Linked DNA regions of Mus musculus: all the other regions are linked to region 3. Evidence: chromatin contacts called from public Micro-C and promoter capture Hi-C data. All regions are on one chromosome and are shown on one strand. Each heading gives the region's core, a stretch centred on a gene start, on an enhancer-like site or on the middle of the called end of the contact. The rest is flanking DNA. Distances are from core to core; before and after follow the strand shown.

Evidence for each region. Promoter capture Hi-C pulls out the DNA fragments that hold promoters and counts their contacts. A called contact is a pair of places that touch in the nucleus more often than the background predicts.
Region 1: a Micro-C map of embryonic stem cells shows a contact between it and region 3, with 3 times the contacts expected there. The contact joins the promoter of Pspc1 here to the promoter of Gja3 in region 3. A contact is called at or near these places in 2 of 484 Hi-C or Micro-C datasets (both in embryonic stem cells).
Region 2: a promoter capture Hi-C map of stem cell-derived epiblast-like cells shows a contact between it and region 3, with 2.6 times the contacts expected there. The contact joins the enhancer-like site here to the promoter of Gja3 in region 3. A contact is called at or near these places in 6 of 39 promoter capture datasets (the C10 cell line, embryonic stem cells, hippocampal neurons and 3 more), 1 of 15 datasets of contacts at CTCF or cohesin (embryonic stem cells), 6 of 484 Hi-C or Micro-C datasets (embryonic stem cells, nephron progenitors and uterus) and 1 of 9 other capture datasets (embryonic stem cells).

The regions. Positions count from the first base shown.
Region 1 is chr14:56,775,688-56,779,972 of GRCm38.p6, reverse strand. It overlaps Pspc1 (paraspeckle protein 1), which reads left to right and starts at 1,655. Exons shown (of 9, transcript NM_025682.4): 1 at 1,655-2,182. The coding sequence starts at 1,814.
Region 2 is chr14:56,688,108-56,692,162 of GRCm38.p6, reverse strand. It overlaps Mphosph8 (M-phase phosphoprotein 8), which reads right to left. Exons shown (of 14, transcript NM_023773.2): 8 at 3,658-3,798; 9 at 3,048-3,134; 10 at 1,102-1,256. Among named protein-coding and RNA genes, the nearest start is that of Gm16973, 11 kb to the left of the region's middle. Within about 2 kb of position 2,237, at least 70 of the 459 cell types and tissues checked have an H3K27ac peak or open chromatin away from gene starts, as enhancers often do. A contact at or near this core is called in stem cell-derived epiblast-like cells, where this site is marked.
Region 3 is chr14:57,055,788-57,059,498 of GRCm38.p6, reverse strand. Gja3 (gap junction protein, alpha 3) reads left to right here and starts at 1,776. Exons shown (of 2, transcript NM_001271623.1): 1 at 1,776-1,972.

The sequences.
Region 1 (4,285 bases), core at 406-2,905, 280 kb after region 3:
ATGAACACCTTGTAGAGTGGTATGTGAGTTTAATTACTTTTTGTGGTCTTTGAAGATACACCTTGTATATGCTGGGATTTGTATGGGAGGGGATTGAGGTGAGAGGTTCAGAATTGCCCACACTTCTTAAACTTTTTCCTACCTGAATCCTTACAGAGTAAGTTTGTGATACTTAAGCCTGGTGTCTGGTCCATAGGAGTTCATGGTCTGTCTGTATTAATTTTATAATCTATTCCAGGAAATTCTACTCTGAAGTTAATAATCCACAACACAGTCAGGGTGGTGTGAACCTTTAAACACAGCTCTTGGGAGGCAGAGGCAGTGGGGCAAAGATAACACAGGCAGGAGGATCTCTGTGAGTTCAAGGCCAGCTTTGTCTAGGTAGAGAGTTCCAGGACTGCCTGGGCTATATAGACTAAACCAAGCAAAATCATGATTGTTTCAGAAACTTGGATTGTGAGGCTGTGGGGCTCAGCACTGGTGTGTGCAAAGCTCGAGTTCATTTCCCAGCACTGAAAAAAACCAACATTGGATTGCTTAATCAGGAAATATGATTTTTAAGAGCTTTATTATTTTTGTTAGTTTTTTTCTGGCTTCCCAAATGCTAGCTAGGATTACAGGTGTAAGCTACCATACCTGTTAAAAGGTGTTTTTAATTGCCTCGAAAATTTGTTTTATTAAGTGCTGTGTATAAATATGCTCATGCCTTTAATCCCAGCACAGGTGGGTGGATCTCTGAGTTCCAGGACAGCTAGGGCTATACAAAGAAACCCTGTCTCAAGAAAAATGAAAGGAAGCATTTTTTCTATTAATATCACTTTGCTGTGTAGCCCAGGCTGACCTTGAACTGCCTATCTTCCTCCCTGTCTACCCAGTGCCGATAACATGCAAGTTTTTCTTTTTCCATTCAATGATAGTTGCCGTAATATTTAAAAGGGCAAATACATTCCCTAAATTATTGTATTTTCACACCGTATTGTACACATATACTTTGTTCCTCATGATATGTTAATTAATATCAGATAATATTAATCTACATATATTTTGAGCAGATAGACCAGACAGCAGACCAGGCCAAGGTGGTTCCACGTGGGAGAGGTTTATTGTGTAGGGATAGGGGGGCGGCGAAGCGGGTAGAAGGGCAGAGAAAAGGAAAAAGAAAGAGGGGTGAGAGAAAGAGAAGGGTGGTGGTAATTCCTTCCCCCCCCCCATTTATACGGAAAATGACGTCACACCAGTGAGGGTGGGAACTGAGCCAAGTGGATTGTGGGATTGAGGGTCGTTGTCCTGGCAACGCAGGTCAAGGGTTATATAGTTAGGCCAGGATGGAGTGTACTGGTACTAACACTTCACTTGTAGTGTCTGACCTAGGTGTCCCAGGGCTGAGTCCGGAGGGTCGAAAGCTAAGGTCAGCCTCGGATATACATGTCCATACTCTTCCAGTTGCATAGAGCAAGAAAACAAAACAACCCCCTCCTCCAATAGTCTGCACTATCTTAGGTTGCGATGTCCCTAGGAGTGGACTCTAAGGCTCGCCACAGTTTGCGCACGCGCCATGCTAGCAAACGGTTCGCGGGTATGGGATTTGCGCAGGCGCGCCGTGGAGGGGCGGGACTCTTGCCCGCGTCTCTTCTTCCAACTGCAGTTTGAAGCAGCGCCATTTTGAGCGTTCGGCCACCGCGGGCGTGATTGCGGGGAGGCTGGGCTTCCCTCCGTTACCTGGCTTTCCTTGCTTCGTTTCCATAGATACATGTGGAGACGTGTGTACCTTGACGTCTAGGCCTCATCCAGCATCCCAAGCGAACTTGCTAAGATGATGTTAAGAGGAAACCTGAAGCAAGTACGTATTGAGAAAAACCCGGCTCGTCTTCGCGCCCTGGAGTCGGCGGCCGGAGAGAGCGAACCGGTGGCCGCGGCGGCCATGGCGCTGACGCTGGCCGGCGAGCAGGCGCCGCCACCCGCACCTTCCGAGGAGCACCCGGACGAGGAATTGGGCTTCACCATCGACATCAAGAGTTTCCTCAAGCCGGGCGAGAAGACGTACACGCAGCGCTGCCGCCTCTTCGTGGGTAACCTGCCCACAGACATCACGGAGGAGGACTTCAAGCGCCTCTTTGAGCGCTACGGAGAGCCCAGCGAGGTCTTCATCAACCGCGACCGAGGCTTCGGCTTCATCCGCCTGGTGAGTCTGCGGCGGGGCGCGAGGAAACAACAACAACAACAAAAAAAAGCTGCGGGGGCTGCGGTTTGGCGTGAGGGCGCCGCAGGGCTTCTGTCCTGCTGGTCGCCGGTCGCCCGGGGCTCACTTCGGGAGCGCGCTGCTATCGCAGGGGGCGGGGTCAAGGAGGACCAGCGGCGTCTGGGTGGACGGTCTTGCGCGACAAATTTTGTTGTCACGGAGGTGAATTGGGGATGAACTTGAGGAATTTCAGCAGCGGATTTGTTCCCTCACCAGAATGATCCACAGCTTCCTTTTGCTTTCAAGGGGATGTGTCGAGTGGTGTAGCTCTGTGGCAGAACCTGGCCCAGCATTAGCATGCTCAAGGCCCGGGGTTTCTTCTGCATCCTAGCAAGTATTCGCCTTCTGTCTCTGCATTGCGTGCTGTCTACGCTAAGCCATCCAGGTCTGCAAACTCCTGAGAGTAATTGGGGCCAAGGGTGGGTGCTACCGTGTATTTGACTTATCCTAGCATTAAAATATTATCCTATACCCTCTTAAATTTAAGTAAAGAAAAAAAATCCAATTAGGTAAAAAAAAAAAATGCCTAGTTTGTCGGCTTGAAGCACTATTCATTCATTCATTCATTCATTTATTTTTGGTTTTTCCAGACAGGGTTTCTCTATATAGCCCTGGCTGTCATGGAACTCTCACTCTGTAAACTAGGCTGGCCTCAGACTCAGATCTGCTTGTCCCAGCCGAGCTCTGACATTAAAGGCGCACCTGCGCTACCACCACCAAGCTTATGCCTGATATGTTAATTGCAAGTCGCATACTTCTTTTTTTTTTTTTTTTTTTTTTTTTGGTTTTTCAAGACAGAGTTTCTCTGTAGCCCTGGCTGTCCTGGAACTCACTTTGTAGACCAGGCTGGCCTCGAACTCAGAAATCCACCTGCCTCTGCCTCCTGGGTGCTGGGATTAAAGGGGTGCGCCACCACCGCCCGGCAGCAGTCGGTGCTCTTAACCTCTGAGCCATCTCCAGCCCAGTGGCACACACTTTTAATCCTAGCTCTGAGGAGGCAGAGGTGGGATGATCTCTTGTGAGTTCCAGGTCAGTTTGGACTGCATAGCAAGTTTCAAGACAGCCAGGACTAAATAGAGAGACTCTGTCTGAAAAGCAGGATGGGGGTATGACGGAAGATGTGTTCCTCTAAATCTGGCACCCAGAGTTTTTTTGTGTAGGAATAAAAAGACCTGTTAATTGGAAACTAGTTAACTTACAGAAATTAATCTTCTTAAGTAATTTTACAGTATAATCTGAATTCTGTGCATAGCAGGTAAATTTATAAATTCTAAGTATTGCTTAAGTCTATGTTTCAATTGGAAATACATATAATTGTATAGTATGTGTGATTATAAATATTGATATACAGTGACTTAATAAGTAGATAGTAGAATGGCTTTAAAACTGATATGAATTTTGCCTGGTTTGTATTTCTAGAGATTTCCCAACTCCCCTTTTTAAGGGAGACAGGGTGGGTGCATAGCCAGCCTTCATAGTGTTGAGATTAGAGTTGTAACCAGTACTCCTCTAGAAGCACTTTTTCTTTTAAAGGTTTATTTATTATATGTAAGTACACTGTAGCTGTCTTCAGGCACCCCAGAAAAGGGCGGAAGATCTCATTCAGGATGGTTGCTGGGATTTGAACTCAGGACCTTTGGCAGAGCAGTCAGTGCTCTTAACAGCTGAACCATCTCTCCAGCCCCTAGAAGTACTTTTAAAAAATGTATTATCTTGCCAGGTGTTAGTGGTGCACGCCCTTAGTCCTAGCACTTGGTCCTAGCAGAGGCAGACAGATTTCCATGAGCTCGTGGCCAGCCCAGTTTACAGAGTGAGTTCCAGGACAGCCAGGTCTATACAGAAACCATGTCTTGAAAAGTTGAAAAAAAATGTATTATCAACTTTAAAATATATGTGTTCATATTTTGCCTGCATGTATGTGTCCACTATGTGTAGTGAGTGGATTTTTGGTTTCTGTAAAAAATACAGAAATATCATAAGAATGTGCTTTTTAAATCCCAGGTGTGGGGTTATGGGGCTGTCTGTAGCAGCTGACTATGATTTGCC
Region 2 (4,055 bases), core at 988-3,487, 370 kb after region 3:
TCTGTGGCCCTTCAATTTCCTTCTCATGCTCTTCTCTCACTGGAACAGGGGGTGCACAAGGGCAGCCTTTTCTGTCTTCATAATATTAACCTTTGAAACAGTGTCCGGCAAAAAAATTCCCTTAGCACTTGTCTAATGCATGAATGAAAAATTAGGAATGAGCGCTCCTAAGTCCTGACAAAGGAAGACGGCTGGCCACTGCACGGGCAGATCCTCAGAACTGGCTTCAGGAATTCTTTATGGGAAATGTCCAGGACAGGCTTTCCAGTAGGCACAACAGGCAAGATGCAACATAGTCCCTTGCCTAAATCTTACTTTGTTTACAATATGTGCCCCCTGCCTATACCTGGTGTCTAGTTTACAAGCTAAGGTCTGGGGCTGTTACCTGGGTAAATAAGGACTTCATCCTCTCTAGCAGTGTTTTTGGCAGGTGTTGCTAAAATATTACGTGGGCCCCGGGATGGAAACTCTACCACAAAATCACATCCTAGCCCATCAAAAGAATTCTTCAGTGATAAAGACATAAATTCCTAACAAAATATGCTTCAGAATTCACTTGAAAAATATACAAATAGAGAATAAAAGAGGGAGAGAAGTCAGTCTCTGGTTGATGCAGGGGTGGGCATGCACACAGACACACAGTTTTACCAAATTAAGAGGAGATGTTAACTTATTACAGTTTTACATAGTCTCGTCTAGGCTGGCCATCAACTAGCTATGTATCCAAGTTCTAGATCTACCCTAGTTCTACCCTAATTTCTAGATCTTCTTTTTGCTCTAATGTCCTAAGTACTGCTATTATAGGCTTGGCTTTGGTCTACCCCAGGACTGTGTACATTCTAGGTAAGCTCTTTTCCAACTGAGCTACATCTCCAGTCCTAGACTAACATTTTAAGATTTCCCTGGGTTTTCTAAGATTTTGGTAACTCATATGGAAGTAATATATATGCCACTTACTAAATTCATAATCTACTGAAGAGAGAATCCCTGCAGATCATCTTTTCTGAACATTTCCTACACAAACCATTCCAAATATGATGTGTTCAATAAATTTTTCCCACTCTGACTTAACCATGGTACGTTCGTTCGCCTGACACTTACGTCTCCAAGTGGCTCTTCAGCAGTTCATATACAAGCACATTATTACACTGCTTTGCAAAGTACAATGCACTATTTTGGTGCTTTGACAAAATGTTGCAGTCAGCTCCACATTCAATCACAAGGCGGACAATGTCCGAATTTCCTCTTTTGCATGCCTAGGGCAGGAAAGAGGAGTGGCATTGTAAACCATAGTAACTTTAGTTTCTCCACACGGGTCTGGCAGCAGCTCTTGGTGAAAGAGGACAAAGCCTCATAAATGAAAGGGAAGAAACCTGGGAACAGGCATTAGCAAGCACTGGCAACAGACAGTTGTGAAGTAGTAAACTAGAGGCTGCTGTGAGGAACAGCTCAGTGCCCAGGGTACCTGCTAGGACACCCTCTCCAGGTTCTTTAGGCCTTCATGGTTCCAACTGCCTTTCACCTTTCAATGGTTCTCACAGCTGATGCCCAGTGCCAGAGCTCCCTAACTCTGGAAATGTAGGTTCAGACTAATATTACTAATATCACTTATTTCAGGAACCTCCTTCCAGGTCTACAAACTGCTTGTCTTTTCCCAAATGCACTCCGTAGTGAACTAAGGAGCATTAGAACAAACCCACCCTTTAATCTGGGAACTTCTCCAAGTGCCCTTAGAATACTCCCAACCCTGGATGGTCCTGTAGAAAACGCTAGCATACCCCTGCCCCTCTCTGCTCCCGTGCTCTTTCTTCTACTGAGGTGTGCCTGCCGTCTAGCAGGTTCTCAGTAAGACATTACTGAGTGCCACCTTGGTGTACTTACGTGATAATAACAGGCAGACACACACACACACAGAAAGACCACGTAAGCTTAGACTCCTGAATAAAAGACTATTTACACAAACCCAAATCAGTCATAGTGAGGAATCACAAAGCAATGATCAAGGCTTAGGCCTTAAGGGTCTGATAGGAGGCCCAGGAGAAAGATGCAGATTATAGAACACAAGGTTCAGGACAAGCCTGGGGCTGTACTGCAATCCAATGCACTGCTCACACCTGACAGGAGAGAACTTGGCATTGCAGAGAAATCCCAGCTCAGATCACAGCTTATGCAAAGCTGTACCTCAGGGAAGAAATAAGACAGAGCCAGCTACGGACAACTGGATCTGCTGAGTCACAGCAGCACTATGAAGCAGAAACCTAGAACTCCTGCAGAGAGAGGAATGAGTCACTCTAGGCTGAGGCTAGTGAGGAACTTGCAACCTACCATTCAAAGATACAAGAAGGGTGGTTGGGAACAGCACAAACTCAATAACCTTCAACTCAAAACATAATTCCACAGGAGATGGAGTTACAAAATACAAAATAATGAGAGCATATAATCCTCTCCTCCTCTCGGGTGTCTAAACCTATTCATGTGACTACAGTGACCTTGATTGTATTGTCACTACACCTTTTGCACGTGACCTGACTCATGCTAGACAAAGTCATTAAGGCATTCACCTAATGTGTATGGACCTCTGATATAAATTTCTGAACTGGCACTAGATGTATTAATTGATACTAGAAAAGCCTCTCTCTGTCTAGCTTAGCAGACAAACTCTTCCTTCTGCTTTGAGATATAAGCATCCACGTGGCTAGAAACCACCCAAGACATCTGTAAACTGCACATTGTGCAATCTTGGATCTGTCTGCCTCTTTCCAGTGCCTTCTACTTGTAGCATAGAGTTATCATTCACTGAAACACTTGCAGTTCCTTGCATCTCCCCAACTCCTGCTGACTCAGCACCTACAACCCCCAGCTCCCATGACTCTTGCTGGGTCCCTTAGACTGAGCATGTCCCATACATCACTGATCTACCATACTCTCCTGCTTTGATGACCCACTTCTATTCTATGGGAGATCCTGACTTCCAGAGATGGCTTTGTCTCTCTGCCTTTCCCAGTCTGCAGCACCCACATACATAGCCACTGTGAAACTTGACTTACTTTCATGAGCGCAGTCTCACCATTGCTTTGCTGAACATTCACAAAAGCTCCAGCTTCCAAAAGAATAGCTACAGTTGTTAAAAAGTTCTATTAAAAAACAGGAAACAAAAGTGAGTAAATTAATGGAGAAGAAAAAAACAAACAAATTTAGTCCCAAGATTTCCTTAAAAGACAAGACCTTCCTTCTAGCTGTTTTGTAACAAGGAAAAAGACTCACAGATTCAACTCCATGCAGGTGGCTGGACACTGTCTCCCTGATTTTCACTGGAGGGCCACAGAAGCCACCTCCTGAGTCTAGTCCCTCACTGATTTGTCAGCAAGTGCCACCTGCCGTCTACCCTGTAGCTTCCATGTGAGAAACTCTACCTATGAGTCCTCTAAATCATTTAAGACTGAAATAAGTATTGGCAGTGTAGCTAGAAGTTGTGCTTACTACAAATTGCCGATTAGGCAAGTCACACTTTAAATCTGATTACAAAGTACTGCTAATAGCAGAAATTCACATCACAGACCCACTAAAAGTACAAAGTAAGGCTACATGACATGTGACCATTATATTTCACTACAAAAAAAGATTCTCAGTTTCCCTTCATGGAGTCAAGTCTCAAACCTTCTCAGCGGCATGAATGAGGGCTGTAGTCCCGTTTTTCTGGCGCCCATTCACTTTTGCACCTTTGGTGATAAGGAGTCTGAGGAGGTCGTCCTGACCGCCTGCTGCAGCCAACATCACCAGGGTCATCCCAGTAGAATCCTGTGTTAGTGAAACCTTGTTAGTCTTTAATCAGAAACATTTTAGAAGCAAGACTCTTCAGTCATGCTATTTCAAGAAGAAATCACTAAAGAACAATGACTTAAGGATCCACTTAGGTTAGGTTGCTTACTATAATATTCTTGTAAGTAATCAGAAAAAATATCTTTAGGATTTTGTGTGTATGTATTCATGGGGGGGGGGGGCGCATGCATATAGAGGCCAGAAATAGGTTCACTGCCCTATTTCTTAAGATTCAC
Region 3 (3,711 bases), core at 527-3,026:
ACAGTCTCAAATTCCCACCAAACCGCCTGAGTCTCAAATGCTGAAACTATATTTACCTGGCTTTAGTTTGACAGCACGCACGTCTTATATGTTAACTCAGACAGCATCTGTTCCTGTTGTAGCTGGCTTTTTCATTGCCATATGATCTATCTTCATATCAATTGTACATTCATGTTCTTTTCTAAGGCCAAACAATATTTTACAGCACTTAAAACCTCATCTGTGCGCCCATCCATCTTTCTGGGAGCATCTAGATTACTTCCACCTTTCCACTCTTGAACTGTGTTATGAAGTGGGTGTGCAAAGGGTATTTGCAGTTACACATTTTAAATCTATTTCCAATAAAAAGTTGCAAATCATTATTATACTTCTGGCTTTACCAATACAATACTAGAGTTTGTCCAAGACGGTGCAAGTCTTTTAATACTTCTGATGCTTCTGTGGGGAGAAGTATTCTTGTATTTCTTGGAGAGAATAAAAACAACAGAAAAATAAAACCTTCTAGAATAACATTTCTGGATTTCAAAAGAACCTAGGCAGGTGTGCAGTGCAGGCTGCCATCACGGCCCTGGGATGTCTGCAGGAGGTTCCGGTTGAGACCAGGTCCCGCTCCCGGAGACCCTGTCTAAGAGACAAAACGAAATAAAACAAAACTGTATCCATGTGTTACCAAGTCCTGCAGGAGACCGGCTTCACGTCTCTTCATAAGCTTTGTTTTCTTTCTCGTTGGAATACGCTTAAATTCAGACTCGAACAGAACGACTGAATTCTTCAAAGTCAGCGGATTGCAAACCCAAATAGAGCCAAACTTTTTAATGAAGCAATAGGTCTTTAGGGGGACTGTAAAACAACCAGAAATGCACATTTTCCCTTATTCCTAAAATAAATCCATCACTCATAAAGGGACTTTGGGGATCCCTTCTAAAACTGCCACCAACATTCAGTGAATTATTATTTACTAATGATTAGCTGCTGTTCAAGTCCTGTTAGACCCTAGGAAGCCAGAGGAAATGGACAAGGCCAAGATTCTGTCCCTCTCGGTGTCGGTGTCTTATGACTCTCAGAGAAACTCCGAGGGTTAGACACATTAAAAGCCTCACCCCGATGCGGACAAGCTAACCGGACCACACTCTGCCATCCCATCCCCAAGACCGTCTGGAACAACTTGCCCGCAGGGACATCTTCCCCAACACTTCAGGCCATGCCAAGTTTCAAGCGCCTTGGAACAAGTTAATTTAAAAAAATTAGAATCCGTGGAGCTGTCGGCTAATTTGTGTCCGCCTGGAAGCAGGCTGGCGGCCGCTATTTATAGCTTGTTGCCCGCGGGGGCGTCTCTATCCGACAGGGTGAGACAGGATTCCGGCTGGGACTCGCCCGAGGAACAAGTCTGCATCCCCAGGCGGCGACACCCGGGCGCGACCGAGGCGCCCTCCCGACGCCCACGCGCGCAGCGCCCAGGCCGCTCTGGCAGTCGGTTGTGCCTTGCTCCCGCCCCGGCTGTCCACTCCTGCCCTATAGGACCCGGCCCTCGGGTGTCTGCGGCCGGGAACCCCATCCGACACCTGCGGCGGATCGGCGGAGCTGAGAGAGCCCGGACGAGGAGCGCGCGTGGTGCGCACTGGGGTGCAGGTGGCGCCCGAGGATGTGGGCGCGCGAGGAGGGGGCAGGTGCCAGCTTCCCCAGACGGGACCCGGTGAGGGGCGCAGGGGCGTGGCCTGTGGGATGCGGGGAGGCGTGGCTGGCAGAGTGGGAGGTGGCGAGGGCGTGGCGGGGCGACAGGGCAGCGGCGTGGGGCGCCAAGTGCGGTGCGTACCGCGGTGGTGGGGATGGCGGCCGGGGCGGAGAGGCCCGGCCCTAGCGCGGGGCGCTCGTGGGAAGAAGGGGCACCGCACGAGTAAAGAGGGAGCCTCCTTTACAGAGCAGGCCGAGCCCGACTGGGCGAGGAGCGCCGGTGCCGCCGCGGCCGAGCGGGGTAAGGCAAACTGGGAGTTCCAGGGCCATATTGGGGACCCGACAGCACCAGGGGTGGCGGGACGCGGCGCTGTCACCCCTGGGCAAGGCCCTGTTGCTCCCCGATCTTGGGAGGCTTTCGTGATTCTTTGGATTGTTGTGGGGTGCAGTAGGGCTGGGGAGCTGAGCCTTGGGAAACTTTGGGAAAGATTACTGTTCTTCTAGACTCCTAAAGACCTGGGCGGAGCGCCTGCTCTCTTTAATGGACGGTCAAAGCTGGGTCGAGATGGTTTGCCCTTGGGTTGGGGAAAGCAACCAGTCCCTATCCCCAAACAGCAGGGATCCTAAGGTCATTTTAACCTGCAAGTGGCCTGCAAGTGGCGGGGTACATTTGTAGTGTTTGATTGGAAAGAAACAAGGAGGGCCCACTTTTCTCAGAAAAAAAAACTTTTAGAAGTTTATTTTCTTCTTAAATACTTTAGTTGTTAGTACCACGACCCAGCTTCTTGATCTGTACGTGTGTGGCGGTGCACACGAGTAAAGACTGTACATGTTTGGAAGAGCGCCCTTAGCTGCCTTCTACAATAATCTTTTCATTAAGAGACTTGTAGTGACATTAAATTCCAGTGGCGGGCAGCTGTTTGCTTTCTGTCCACTCTTTACACAGGTAACTAGAATTCACTCTCTTGATCAGCCGTCTTGGTACCTGAATAATGTGAAAAGGGCTTCAGCTCTCCAGTTTTCCTTTTATCACGACGCCTCCAAAACGTGCCACTTAACAGCGGCTGTGTAAAACAGCCAGGAAGTGAATTGTGCACAGGCTCTCTCTTGGAATTCAAAACTATGACGATCTGTAATCTGTGCATCACTTCACACACTGCCCTTCTGTCGTGCCGTGAAATATATTGCAAGACAAACATGGAAAGATTAAACTGGAGTAAGGGAGGGGCTTTTCTAAATATCAGTTGTGTTCAAAGTAAAGAGCTAACTTGGCACAAAGTCTCCTGGCTCAGCAGTTTGGCCTCTGTTGAGATAAGCATCAAACAGGGCAATGCTTTGCCCTGTAGTGTGAAGCAGTTTACAAAACGGTCCCACGGGGACAGACAGTGCAGTTTGCTGACCAGCACGTGGCTGGAAGTGGTCGGACTTTAAAATGGCAGGAAACAAAAGTTGACTCTTTGTCGATAAGGAAAGAATTTTAACCAATTTTTTTTTCTGAACAGCACTAAAATTTTAGGGTTTTCTGTTCATTTTTCATAGCTGAATGACATATGATGGGTTTGGAACTTCCTTGCAGCCAGCCTGACGTATGTAGAAACTGGGACTACATCCTGCATTGCTTGAAAGCATGTCTAACAGTACCTAGGACACACAGCCTTAAGAACTCCACCATGTCACAGTCCCATGAACATTAATAAACATACACATTGGTAACTTGCCAGTGTGTGTGAGGACATTCAGAGGATTGAAGGGCCCCCAGGAAGCCTTTCACTTGTGCAGAAAGCCTGGTCCTAGGATCTGGATGTGAAGAAACCCAGACAAACTCAGCTGGTGGCTGGACTCACTTGTGTCTGTCCACCCATCCTTCTGTGGGGCTCCAGGACTAGGCAACCAGGGTCTATATTGCATCTATCCATTTTCCCCATGCCTGCCTCTTCCACGGCCTGCAAACAAGTCTCCAGAGGCAAGGACCACAGTCTTGTTGAGTGTTCACAGCACATACAGCTGCACACAGGATATATTTAATGTTTCCTGGAGAGA